2 separate regions of the Sus scrofa genome follow, and region 1 is linked to region 2. Evidence: chromatin contacts called from public Hi-C data. All regions are on one chromosome and are shown on one strand. Each heading gives the region's core, a stretch centred on a gene start, on an enhancer-like site or on the middle of the called end of the contact. The rest is flanking DNA. Distances are from core to core; before and after follow the strand shown.

The links. Hi-C and Micro-C count contacts between places; a contact is called where the count stands out from the background.
Region 1: a Hi-C map of skeletal muscle shows a contact between it and region 2, with 6 times the contacts expected there. The contact joins the promoter of GNPNAT1 here to the promoter of TXNDC16 in region 2. A contact is called at or near these places in 4 of 47 Hi-C or Micro-C datasets (heart right ventricle, liver and skeletal muscle) and 1 of 2 datasets of contacts at active chromatin or transcription factors (skeletal muscle).

What each region holds. Positions count from the first base shown.
Region 1 is chr1:182,420,033-182,425,952 of Sscrofa11.1, reverse strand. It overlaps GNPNAT1 (glucosamine-phosphate N-acetyltransferase 1), which reads left to right and starts at 2,504. Exons shown (of 6, transcript NM_001243376.1): 1 at 2,504-2,704.
Region 2 is chr1:182,199,947-182,205,081 of Sscrofa11.1, reverse strand. It overlaps TXNDC16 (thioredoxin domain-containing protein 16), which reads left to right and starts at 2,034. Exons shown (of 21, transcript XM_021102004.1): 1 at 2,034-2,412. GPR137C (integral membrane protein GPR137C) reads right to left here and starts at 1,897. Exons shown (of 7, transcript XM_005659957.3): 1 at 1,149-1,897. The coding sequence starts at 1,574.

The DNA.
Region 1 (5,920 bases), core at 1,255-3,754, 220 kb before region 2:
GTGTTACTGACAATAGCCAAGACATGGAAACAAACTGTGTGTCCACTGACAGATGAGTAGATAAAGAAATTTTGGTGCATACATACACACACAAAATATTATTCAGCAATAAAAGAGAAGGAAATCCTGCCACTTGTGACACCATGTATGGGTATTGAAAGCATGATGCTTAGTGAAATAAGTCAGGTAGTAAGACAAATACTATATGATCTCCTTTATATGTAGAATCTAAACAAAACAAAAAATAATTCATAATACAGAGAACAAATTGCTGGCTGCCAGAGTATGGGGGTGGGGGGCAAAATGAGTGAAGGTGGTCAAAGTGTACAAACTTCCACATATAAAATAAATAAGGTCTAGGGATATAATGTGATCTATGGTGACTGCACTCAACAGCACTTTGCATCTGCAAGTTGCTAAGAGAATAAATCCTAAAAGTTCTCATCATAAGAAAAAATTCATAACTATGTGTGGTGATGGATGTTAATTAACTTATTGTGGTGATCATTTCCAATATATACATATTATGTTACAGACCTAAAACTAATACAATGTTATATGCCAATTACATCTCTATTTTAAAAAAGAATCCATAAAATAAATAAAAATCACTAGAGGACACACCAATGGTTCTATTAAACTAGAAGTTAATATTGTTACCTGGCTACCTTGGGCTGCTCATTCCAACAACAACAAAAAAAAGAGTCACTCGCCAGAGTGACTGAATTTGACTTTCAAAGAAGAAGTGGGGTCCCATGGCACAAAGAGGGTAAGGAGTAATAAGTCCTTTTTTCTTTTCTTTTTTGTTTCTGTTTATTGCCACATTCAGGGCATATGGAAAGCCCCATCTGGCCAGGGACTGAATCCCAGCCCTTGCTGTGACCTAGGCCGCAACTGCAGCAGTGCCCAGAATATTTAACCCACTGCCCAAGGCTGGAAATCCAGCCCACGCCTCTGTAGAAACCCAGGCCACTGCAGTCGGACTCTTAAACCATGTCACCACAGTGGGAACTCCAGTGGTATGTCTTGAATGCAGATCTGGTGGGGTACCTCTTAGAACTCCTGTGGTCTGGATGAATTTTACAATTGTTTCACTCTGATAAATTTAAAATTTACTGGGAGTTCTCACTGTGGCTCAGTGGAAATGACCCCAACTAGTATCCATTAGTATTTGGGTTCAACCCTTCGCCTCGCTCAATGGGTTAAGGATCCCTAGTTGCAGCTAGCTGTGGTGTACGTCGCAGACGGCTCAGATCGCACATTGCTGTGGCATAGATCAACAGCTGAAGCTCTGATTCCACCTCTAGCCCGGGAACTTCATTATGCAGCACCTGTGGCCCTAAAGGAGAGAAAAAAGAAAATTTACAAGGTTCTTTTGCCCAGGAGGAACTCACTGTAAATATAGGGTCAGAAATCTGAAAGAAAACAAAGCTATGTGTTTCTTAAGATTAGCGGTGTTTACTGTTGTTTACGTCTTCGCATATTCTTTTGTATGTGTAAGGGTAAAAACGAGATGGATATTCTGAAGTTGTGAGAATGCACCAATCAGTAAAACAGTTAACTGAAATTTAAGTCTCAAAAATAAGCAAGAAAAAAATTGAAATTTATGGAACGAAGCAAGGAAGGAGAGAGACTAGCTATGTGACTTCAGCATATTAACTAACATCTCTGAACCTGTTTACTAACACATGCTACTTAGGTAAGACAGGAGGTCAGAGAAAAGTCAGTTTTCTTCTAACCCAGGGTTTCTCAAGTTCGGCAATACTGAAATTTCAGGCCAGGTGATTTTTGTTGTTGTTGGGAGCTGCCGTGTGTTCTGTGCAACATTTTGCAGCGTGCCTGATCTATACCCACTTTTATCCTCTCATCTGGAGAGATGCCGCTAAAACCTGTTCCCTCCCCATCCCCGCTCCCCTAAGATTTGAGTTTGAAAATGTGCCACACATGGTCAACTGTCTCCTGGGAAATAAAATCGCGCAGCTGAGAACTAATGTCTTAACCCCACGTTCATCCAAAAAGGAGTTGAGCGAGAAATAAAACGCAGTCTGGGAGTAAGATGCAGGTGCCCCGCCTCACAGAGACTGGATTTGTGACTCAAAAAAAAACGGGATAAGAAGCTTCGAGCCTCCAGCACAAGTCCTAATCAATGAGTGGAGTGATTCTGAAGGGAAGGGGCAAATGCAGAGGGCAAGGGGCCGAGCCTCTGGCCTCTAAGAATCAAAGCAGCCCACACTAGTCACCACTTAGCTGACTCCGAGGCAAAATTATTTCCATAAAAGCCAAGACGCTGAGGCCGTGGGAAAAGCCTTAGGGAGCGCGGAGTACGAAGGAGTGAGCTCTGGATTCCTGCCCGGCGCCCGCGCCGGGCGGAGTCCCGGGAACGTCTTCGCTGCCGCCCCACGTGCTGACGCCGCCACAGGCCCCGCCCCCGCACTCGGGTTTCGCCCCTGGCCCCGCCCGCCGTCGCCTCCGCCGGCCTGCGCGCTGCCCTGCGTCAGCGGGCAGGGGCGGGCTGGAGGCGGTGGTGCTGCCACGTCCTGGCGGCTGCTCGCGCCGTGGCGGCTGAGCAAGCGACTGTAGCGCGCGCGGGAGGTAGAGGAGGTGGGGCTGGCGCTGAAGCCGGATCCGGATCCAGTGCTGTATACCCGGGTGGGTGAGAGTTCGACAAGGCCTGGAGAGGAGCGCCAACTGCGGCCCTCTACGGGTGAGGGGGCTGGGGGTCGGGGAGAGGGAGCGGGGCCGGGCTGGATGCCCTGGGTGCCGTCGTGGGCCTGCCTTCAGATTTATCAAACAGGTGGGACTGCTACCCCGAGCGAGGAGAGCTAGGCCTGGGCTAGGGCTCGGGGAGGTTCCGTTCGAGGAGCTGGGCATTGATCTTCGCCAGCTGGGTGTACATGGGGGCGTAGAGGGTAGTTTAGAGCAAGTTCAGCGGACACACGCCTGGAACAGGTTAGGGATGATGGCCAGTGGTCCGGCCATGCAGGGGGTGGCCCTTGGTAGGGCAAGAACGGAGACTTGGGTCTAAACTCTTTAGCATGGAGGATTGTGACAGCTATTCACAGTCTCTGTCGCCTTCGGTTTTGAGTGGGCACGAACGCCTGGGGCCCCCTTTTCCTTTTCGAGGAGCACCCCACAGCGGTCAGGAGCCACTTGAGGACATGATTCGGCTCCGAAGAACACCTCCTGGGCTGACTAAGTTGGGGTTTTCAATGTGCGAAAGACCGACATCCTTTGTCTCTTCCCGCGACTTCTACCCCTAGGAACACTGAGTACGGTGATTTCTGTTATGGGATGTAATGTTTATGTAAATTGAACTCTTAAAATTTCACACAAAATTGAAAGGCAATTCTAGTTTTATTAGGATATACACTCGTGAGTGAATCTTAGAAGGGATCTCAAGAAATCATTTTGATCAGTTTCATTAGGCAGGATTCACTGACATTTTTTAGAATAGAGGAGACAGCTACCTGTCTGGCACGATGATGTAAAGATTGGCTTCTACTGAGTATGGTGTTTGTAGAGCTCAAGGTGGGAGAACCACAGCAGAAGATTTAGTCCCAATTCACTCATTGGCTGTTACCTTGGAGTTAAGTCCTGAAAGTTCCACGTGCTCCAGCTTGCTCCAGGATAGACTGAGAATAATGCCTCTATTACAGAGGTCAGATAAACTATCAGAAAATACTTTTGAAAATTCTCACCTTAAGTGTAATAAATATAGCTATGTAATAAATATAGCCAGACCTATCAAAATGATCAGCGAATGGGGTGTTCTTTAGATTCAGAATTTAATCAAATTATTGAAATTGTTATAAAATGTATGTCGAGGAACCCCAGTCTCACACAGCACGAGGGCCCCCTGCCTGCTTTAACCCTATACTGAAGGAGTACAGCGATGCCCTCAAGAGCTCTTGAGATATCTAAAGGCAGTTTGGATTTGACCTCAGATTGTTTTTTAAATTTTTGTGTCAACTTTTGAAATCTTCATTCCCAGTATCTATAACTTGTTGCTCTCACTTGCTTGTTTCTAGCAACAGCTCCTCCCTATGTGTATATTCTAGTGTCCTGTAGAGGCTGAGAAACCAATGTTGCATTTGCTTCCAAAGAATGTTCAACTGACTGAAAACCTGAGCTGATCTTAGTAAAAATGAATTTGATGTATGGTTTTTGTGATATTACTTGTGGCAGTTTGGGAATCTTTCTTCTAGATTTTCTGAAATGTGACCTCCAGATAAGTGTTACACCATTCATTATTCATTCACTAGGCATTTATTGAGCTAAGGTTAGGCATATACGGGCCTTTAAATGCATGCTAACTTAGTGGTTAAACAGGAAAGGTTCTTGAGAAATACTTATAGGTTAGGGTTTACTTTTTAAAATTATCAAAAATCTTCGAAATAAGACCCCAATGATAATACTGAGATTCAGCTTCAAACAATTATGCAGTTCTATTTATTGAAATTTCCCAGTTTTGTGGTACCTAGGGGCACTCTAAGATGCTGAAAATTATTTCTTTTGTAAACCAAGTAAATCTACCTCTTTTTCTCTTTTTTAAAATCTTTTGAAATTTATTATCAAATCATGTTTTTTGTTTTTGTTTTTGTCTTTTTGCCATTTCTTGAACCGCTCCTGCGGCATATGGAGGTTCCCGGGCTAGGGGTCTAATCAGAGCTGTAGCCGCCAGCCTACGCCAGAGCCACAGCAACACAGGATCCGAGCCGCGTCTGTGACCTACACCACAGCTCACGGCAACACCGGATCGTTAACCCACTGAGCAAGGGCAGGGATCGAACCCGCAACCTCATGGTTCCTAGTCGGATTCGTTAACCACTGTGCCACAACGGGAACTCCTCAAATCATGTTTTAACTTGTCCAGCATATTAATTGGGCACTAGCAGAATTTTAGTATATGGGGACAGAGTAAGATAAAAGAAGGTAACCTTAAGTATGGCTGTGTTTTGTAAAATAACTCATATAAGCATTTTGATACTAATTTCTGATTGACATAAGAATATTGACTCTTATTTCTATCCAGAATGCTTTAAGTATTTTTGACAAGCCTGAAATTCTTATTTTCCAAATATAGGTTATAAGTGCTGCTTTGACTGAATTTAACTCTTATACAGTAGAGAATTCACCTTCACTACTGCATCTTCAATACTAAAGAGTTTCAGAGCCTGGAGTCGTGCAAAAATGGCTGCAAAATTTGTGGCATCCCATGAAAAATGAAAATACAGGACTCTGTTTAAAAATTATTAAGAATTTCTAGACAGTGACAGCAGAGAATTAACCAAGTCTGGGGCCATGTGCAGCTGCACAGTCCAGGGCCCTTGAAGCTGGCCCTGCTGCCTGCTTGTGAGCCCTCCCTATTCCTTATTGGCTCTGTTGTCTTGAGTAAGTTACTGTGCCTGCTTTCTAGGCTGTAAAATAGGGGTAATAATGATAGATCTTTCATTGTATTTTCATTCTAATAAATATTAGCCAGAGTCATTTATGTTTACAATCATTCATGAAATAGGACCATCTGGTTAAAGAAAAGCACAGGAAAATATTAGTATTCACTGTTGAAAATTCATTATTAAAGGCTTCATAATCCTAATTCTCCTATGTACCTCTCCCCTCTCAAATATTATTAGGCACATTTCATTGTAAACTCAGGTGACTTTATAAGAAAAAGACTTTTAACTTTCTGGTTAACTTTTCATTATCTTAATGTACATCTCAACTACTTTTTGAGCTTTCTTTAAACTTTATAGTTGTAATTGTATGTTAAATAGCATGAACATGAAAATGTTTAAATGGTGTATTGCCTTGAGAAGCATAAATTTTTAATACTTTCTGACTTCTGCAGTTAATGTGCATATTTTACCTTATTGATAAGTAAATTTAAGCTGTTTATCTGCATATCTGAAAAAAAAAATGC
Region 2 (5,135 bases), core at 785-3,284:
TTTAACTTTTGTTCATAACTATGTTAATTCTCATCACCTCCAAAAGCCTTTGAGAGGATTAGCTGCAGAGACCAATATTGTTCTATATTAGTCAGTATTAAGCATATGATGTCATCTTGTTTCCTCCCCGCCTCAAGCTTTTTTTTTTTTTTTCCAGAGGGGAGGGGAGGGGGGATTTTTTTTTTTTTTTTTTTTTTGCAATTCTCAAAATTCCTTAGCTTAAATACCACTAGCTGGCACACATGATTGACAACCTTACACTCTCAAACCTGTTTGAAATGGGTCAAATACCTAAGTGCTGCAGAACAATGCAATCCAACCAGCAATTCCTCAAGAAAGAGAAAGGGGGTGTGATTAGGTTCCAGCTATTAAGCAACTTATTGCAAAAACAGTTTGGTGGTTTGTTTCTGTAACAGGCGCAGGCTAAGCTAATATTTTATCTCTTAATTAGCTTAAACAAACAAACAAACAAAACCCAGGCTGCAAAAAGATAAGATAAATACCCAAAGCATGAAGCGACTGGGGCAAACACTGGGATTTTTTTACGGAGGTCTTTATACTGACCCTCCGCTTTGGTTATTGATAATTAACCCCGCCGGGGAACCAACGAAAGGAATCTGTGTGAGGCTTATCGAGCCACGGGAAAGGAGAGGCAGGAGGGAATATAAGCTTCTAATAAAAGAAACGCAGCAACAATAGCAGAGGAACAGCTCTGCCTGGTGACGTAATGGCTGGCAGCAGTCCAGCTTCAGCAGAGCTGCTGCTACCTCAGCATCCAACCTCTCTCAACACAGTCCAGCTTCGGCAGAGCTACCGGGGCTGCTACTTCTTGCGATGCCACTTTGTTGGTACCACCGATACCTTCCCTTACAGGGCCAGGACGCCGAACAAAGGCTGGTCCTGCTCTCTTAAGTTGTCGGAACACACTCTCACTCACTCATCCCCCTCCAAGCCCTTCAGTCGCCGAGCCGATCGGCGGCTCAAGTTTAGGGCGAGAAGCCTGGCACACAATCCGGGCGTACCTCAGTCTCCCCGGGCGACTCTCGGTCCGCACCTCCCTACCCCAGCCCCCACCGGTCCCTAGCCCAAGTTGAAAGCTGCGGCCCCGTTCTCCCGCCCGGCCCAGCGTGCCGGTCCTCCCGCCTTACCTCCGCCAGGTAGAGGTTGAGGAGACAGAGCGTGGAGAACTGGAGACAGGAGGGGAAGCAGTAGAGCAGCCAGTGGGGGAAGAAGTGCAGGTGAGCGGGCGGCCGGAGCAGGGGCAGGGAGCCGCTGAGCGAGAAGGCGGCGGAGAAAAGGGTGGTCCTGAGCGCTGCCCACAGGAGACAGAGAAAGAGGCAGAGGCTCTGGTAACTCAGGCGCCGCTCGCGATACAGGAGCAGCCGCCACAGCTGCAGGTAGGCAAAGGCGAAGAGAGCGGCGTAGAGCAGGGCGTGCAGGATGCTCAGCGCCAACTGTACCGAGCCCGGCACCGCGGCGCCTGAGGCAGCAGCGACGGCGCCTCCGCCTCCGCCGCTCCCGCCGGGCGTCGAGGGCTCGCGGCTGGCCGCCGGACCCGGCACGGACACCCTCATGAGGGGGTTGTGGGGCGGGCGAGGGAGCGCGGGAAGGAAGGGGCCGGACTCGGAGCCGCCGTCGAGGGGAAGAAGGATGACTCCCTGACCCCCCACCCACCCCAACCTCCAACCCCAGGAAGCGCCGTGACAGGACCTGGAGCCCCGCGGAGAGCAGCCGCGGCTCCCCGGACCCCGCCTCCTCTCCCCGCCCCACCCCCCCGGGGGTCTCTGCTCCTCCTGCAGCGGCTCCGCTCGGTAGCTGCAAAAAACAACTCTCGGCTGGAGACAATCAGCTGAGAAACCCGAGCATTTGAGGCGCTCGCTCCGCACCGTGGGCTCGCGCGGATTGGCCCAGGTGGGCACGCCCCCTGCGCGCCGCACTCGGAAGACTACAGGCGGCAGGACCCGTCGCTCCAGGGTCTCACGATCTGATTGGACGCTTCCTTTCTCCGCTTTCTCCCTCCTCTTCACTTCCCACCCACACTGTCGATTGGCCCAGCAACTGCGCTGCCCGCTCGCGCCGGCGGGCGGACTAGGTTGTGGCCTGTCACTGGGGCTTCTCTCACTCCTCCCCCTGCGCTTCCCTTTGGCTGGAGAGGCCTCACGTAAGGCCCACGAGGAGAGGGAGGAGCTTCGCGGCTTGTTTTTTCCCTGCCGGCTGATACAGCCGAGCTGTGGTGGCTGCAGGCGTGGAGGGCGGGAGCGCTGCAAACTCGCAGGTGTGGGGAGCGGTTCGGTGCAGCGAAGCAAGCGGGGCATGACCCCGCCTTCTGCTTCTTCTCTTTCAAGTGGCGGGAACTGTCGGCCAGCCGTCCGGGTCCCAGCCCGCAGGTCTTGTCCTCCGGTCTCCGAGTAGGTAGGTGGCAGCGCCGCTCCTACAGGCGACGGGCTGTGGTTTCTGCCTGCAGAGATTCAGCCCTGGTGGCTCTTCCCCGGCAGGGGCCGCACCGGCTAACTCTGGAGTTTGGCTTAAAAGGGGCCTCACCTAGATCCTTCTTTAGAGACGTTTTTGTTTCTTCTCCCCCCCGCCCCCCGGGGGCGTGAGCGGCAGTTAAAACGTGAGCCCTTCGTGGGGAGGGGGCAAGGGATGAGGCGAAGGCTGAACAGAAGCGCTAAAAGACCCTTTCATCCCTCGGGAAATGTCCCAGAAAAAAGAGTGATACTAGGATGAGATGGATATGGACGCGATCTCCGAGTAGGGGAAGGTGGGTCTTTGAAACTTCGAATTTGAAAAGATGCTGTAGGCATAAGTTCAGTCAACCAGGCAGAAACAGAATTATAAGCCTTTGATGAATGTCTGGAGAGGAAAAAGAATAGTCTGTGCTTCTTAAATTCCCCATGTATTCCTTCAAGCCTTGGTCTGGTATGGGGTGGATGGCTGCGCTATTTTTAGGGCTCAGAGAGATACAAAACAAATGCTGTATGTCACATGCTGCTGAAAATTAGTGAAAATAAATAGATCTAAATAGATCTTCCACGTATATTGAACTAATATTTATTGACTTTTTTTGGGAAGGTGTTTGGTAAGGAAAAGAGCAAAGTAGTGCAAAGCGATGAGAGAATAATTTGTGTTCCCCTTAGAATGGGTGGCACATCCAAATTAAGTATCCCCGTGAAAGACTGTTAGATTTGCTGGTGCAGCCAAGACTCAGCCTTTCCTAACTCACTATTCTAAGGAGAGTGTTGGTACCTTCTTTCCTAGCTACCTGATCCACGGGGGACTTAAAAGTTTCTCGTGTTCCAGGTTCTGGGACAGAAGTTCACTCAGGCACCAGATGCTGCTCTGTTCTGGGTTCTGTGTAGGTGTGCTGACAAACTGTGATATACATTTAGGCGCTATTATCTGAAATCCCTCTGATAAACATTCAGCTGAGCAGGTTGTGTGGTGCAGGCTAAGGGTACAGCTTGGCTGTAAGAGGTTAACAGGCCTAATCCAACATCAAGGCTGTAAAGAAGGATCTCAGATTTATTGGAATTTAAGACATTTGCCTCATGGATTCTTAGAGAATGTGGTTAGAGCAGTACATAGTTCAGTTTGAAAGGGGCCGGAGTACCATTGGCCCCAGTGAGTTAACTGATTGCAGTTATGTACTTTAGCGGATATATTGAGCATGAACTGAGAGTTATATTCTTTTAGGCACTTGTCAAAATCAGGAAAGCATCGTATTCTCTGGCATGGTGTATTTTTTTTTAATCTTCCATAATCGGTGAATTAGTTCCTGAGTAGGTTTGCACCATGAAGAGTTTTTTCTTTTTTTCCTATATTCTCTACTCAAAGGGAGAGTAAACGACATCTGGATGGTACCTATACTAGGTACTAGTTTCAGATCTTTGCTAAAAAACCTTTGAAACTTTTTATTCCTGAGTCATAGCAAATCCAGATAGTTGCTTTTTTTCTCCTTTTGTGGGGGGCATTGTATGGGGGTGCAAATAGAAGATTTTGCCACAATCACCCTGAGAGAACTCAAATGGAGAGATATTAACTCCTTTTATTGCCTCCTTTGGGGCTTAAATGATAAGCTATGATGAGATCTAATTAACATTTTATTTGAGGCTGGTTCAGTGAGCAGGTTCTGTTCTCCAAAAGCAGCATTAAATTGTAAGTAAGCTAATTTTTGACAGAATGTTCTTTTAGGAACTTTGTAAACATTATATGCCCCATTTGTTGCAGAATATGAAATGTATCTTTTCCCAGAAAATGATGCCTACAGATCTTGGTGTAATTTGTTTAATGTTTACAGTTGTTAATTTTCTTTCTTGAGATAGGAAACCATTTGTTTTATGTTTAATCATAAGGGAAATTTAGGCCTTTAAAAGACAACTTAACCAAAGGTCTTCTAGAAAAGCTTGTTCCTACATAATCTAAAATCTGAAATGTGTCCAAATGCACAGTGGTTGAATATTGTTGTTCTGGTAGGGCAGATTACTCGAGCACAATGGTCTTTCCAACATTTAAAAGAAGAACTGGGAGTTCCCATTGTGGCACAGTGGTAACGAACCCAAGTAGTATCCATGAGGACATAGGTTCCATATCTGGCCCCCCCTTAGTGGGTTAAGGATCCGTCGTTGCGTAGGCTGTGTTGTAGGCTGACAGCTGCAGCGCTGATTAGACCCCTAGCCTGGGAACTTCCATATGCCATGAGTGTGGCCCTAAAAAGACCAAAAAAAAGGAGCTGTTTGCCAGTTGTTGTTATACATGGGACCTAATCCCAAAATGGAATTGCTCTACCTGAAGAGGACTGCCAGCTGCTCCACATGCACAGAAAGGCACATTCTTGATCCTCGCACTGGCAGGATGATCAGTGGTTTTTTCTAAGTACTTCCTCCTTGTTGCTCTTGGGGGCTGAGCAGAACTAACTTTTCTTGTCCTTAGCATTGCCTTTTATTTACAACTTTTAGCCCTTTTTGTACTTTAGCCTCATTCATTCATTCTTGGAGTGCTTCTTCTCCTCCTGTCCTTAGTTAAATGTTTTATTTTTTTAAATGTTTAACACATTTTTTCTAACTTTTAAATGACTTGTGCATGCGTACTTGTTTGTAGAGTTTAGGGATGAGACAAAAGTGACATCTTGCTCTGAT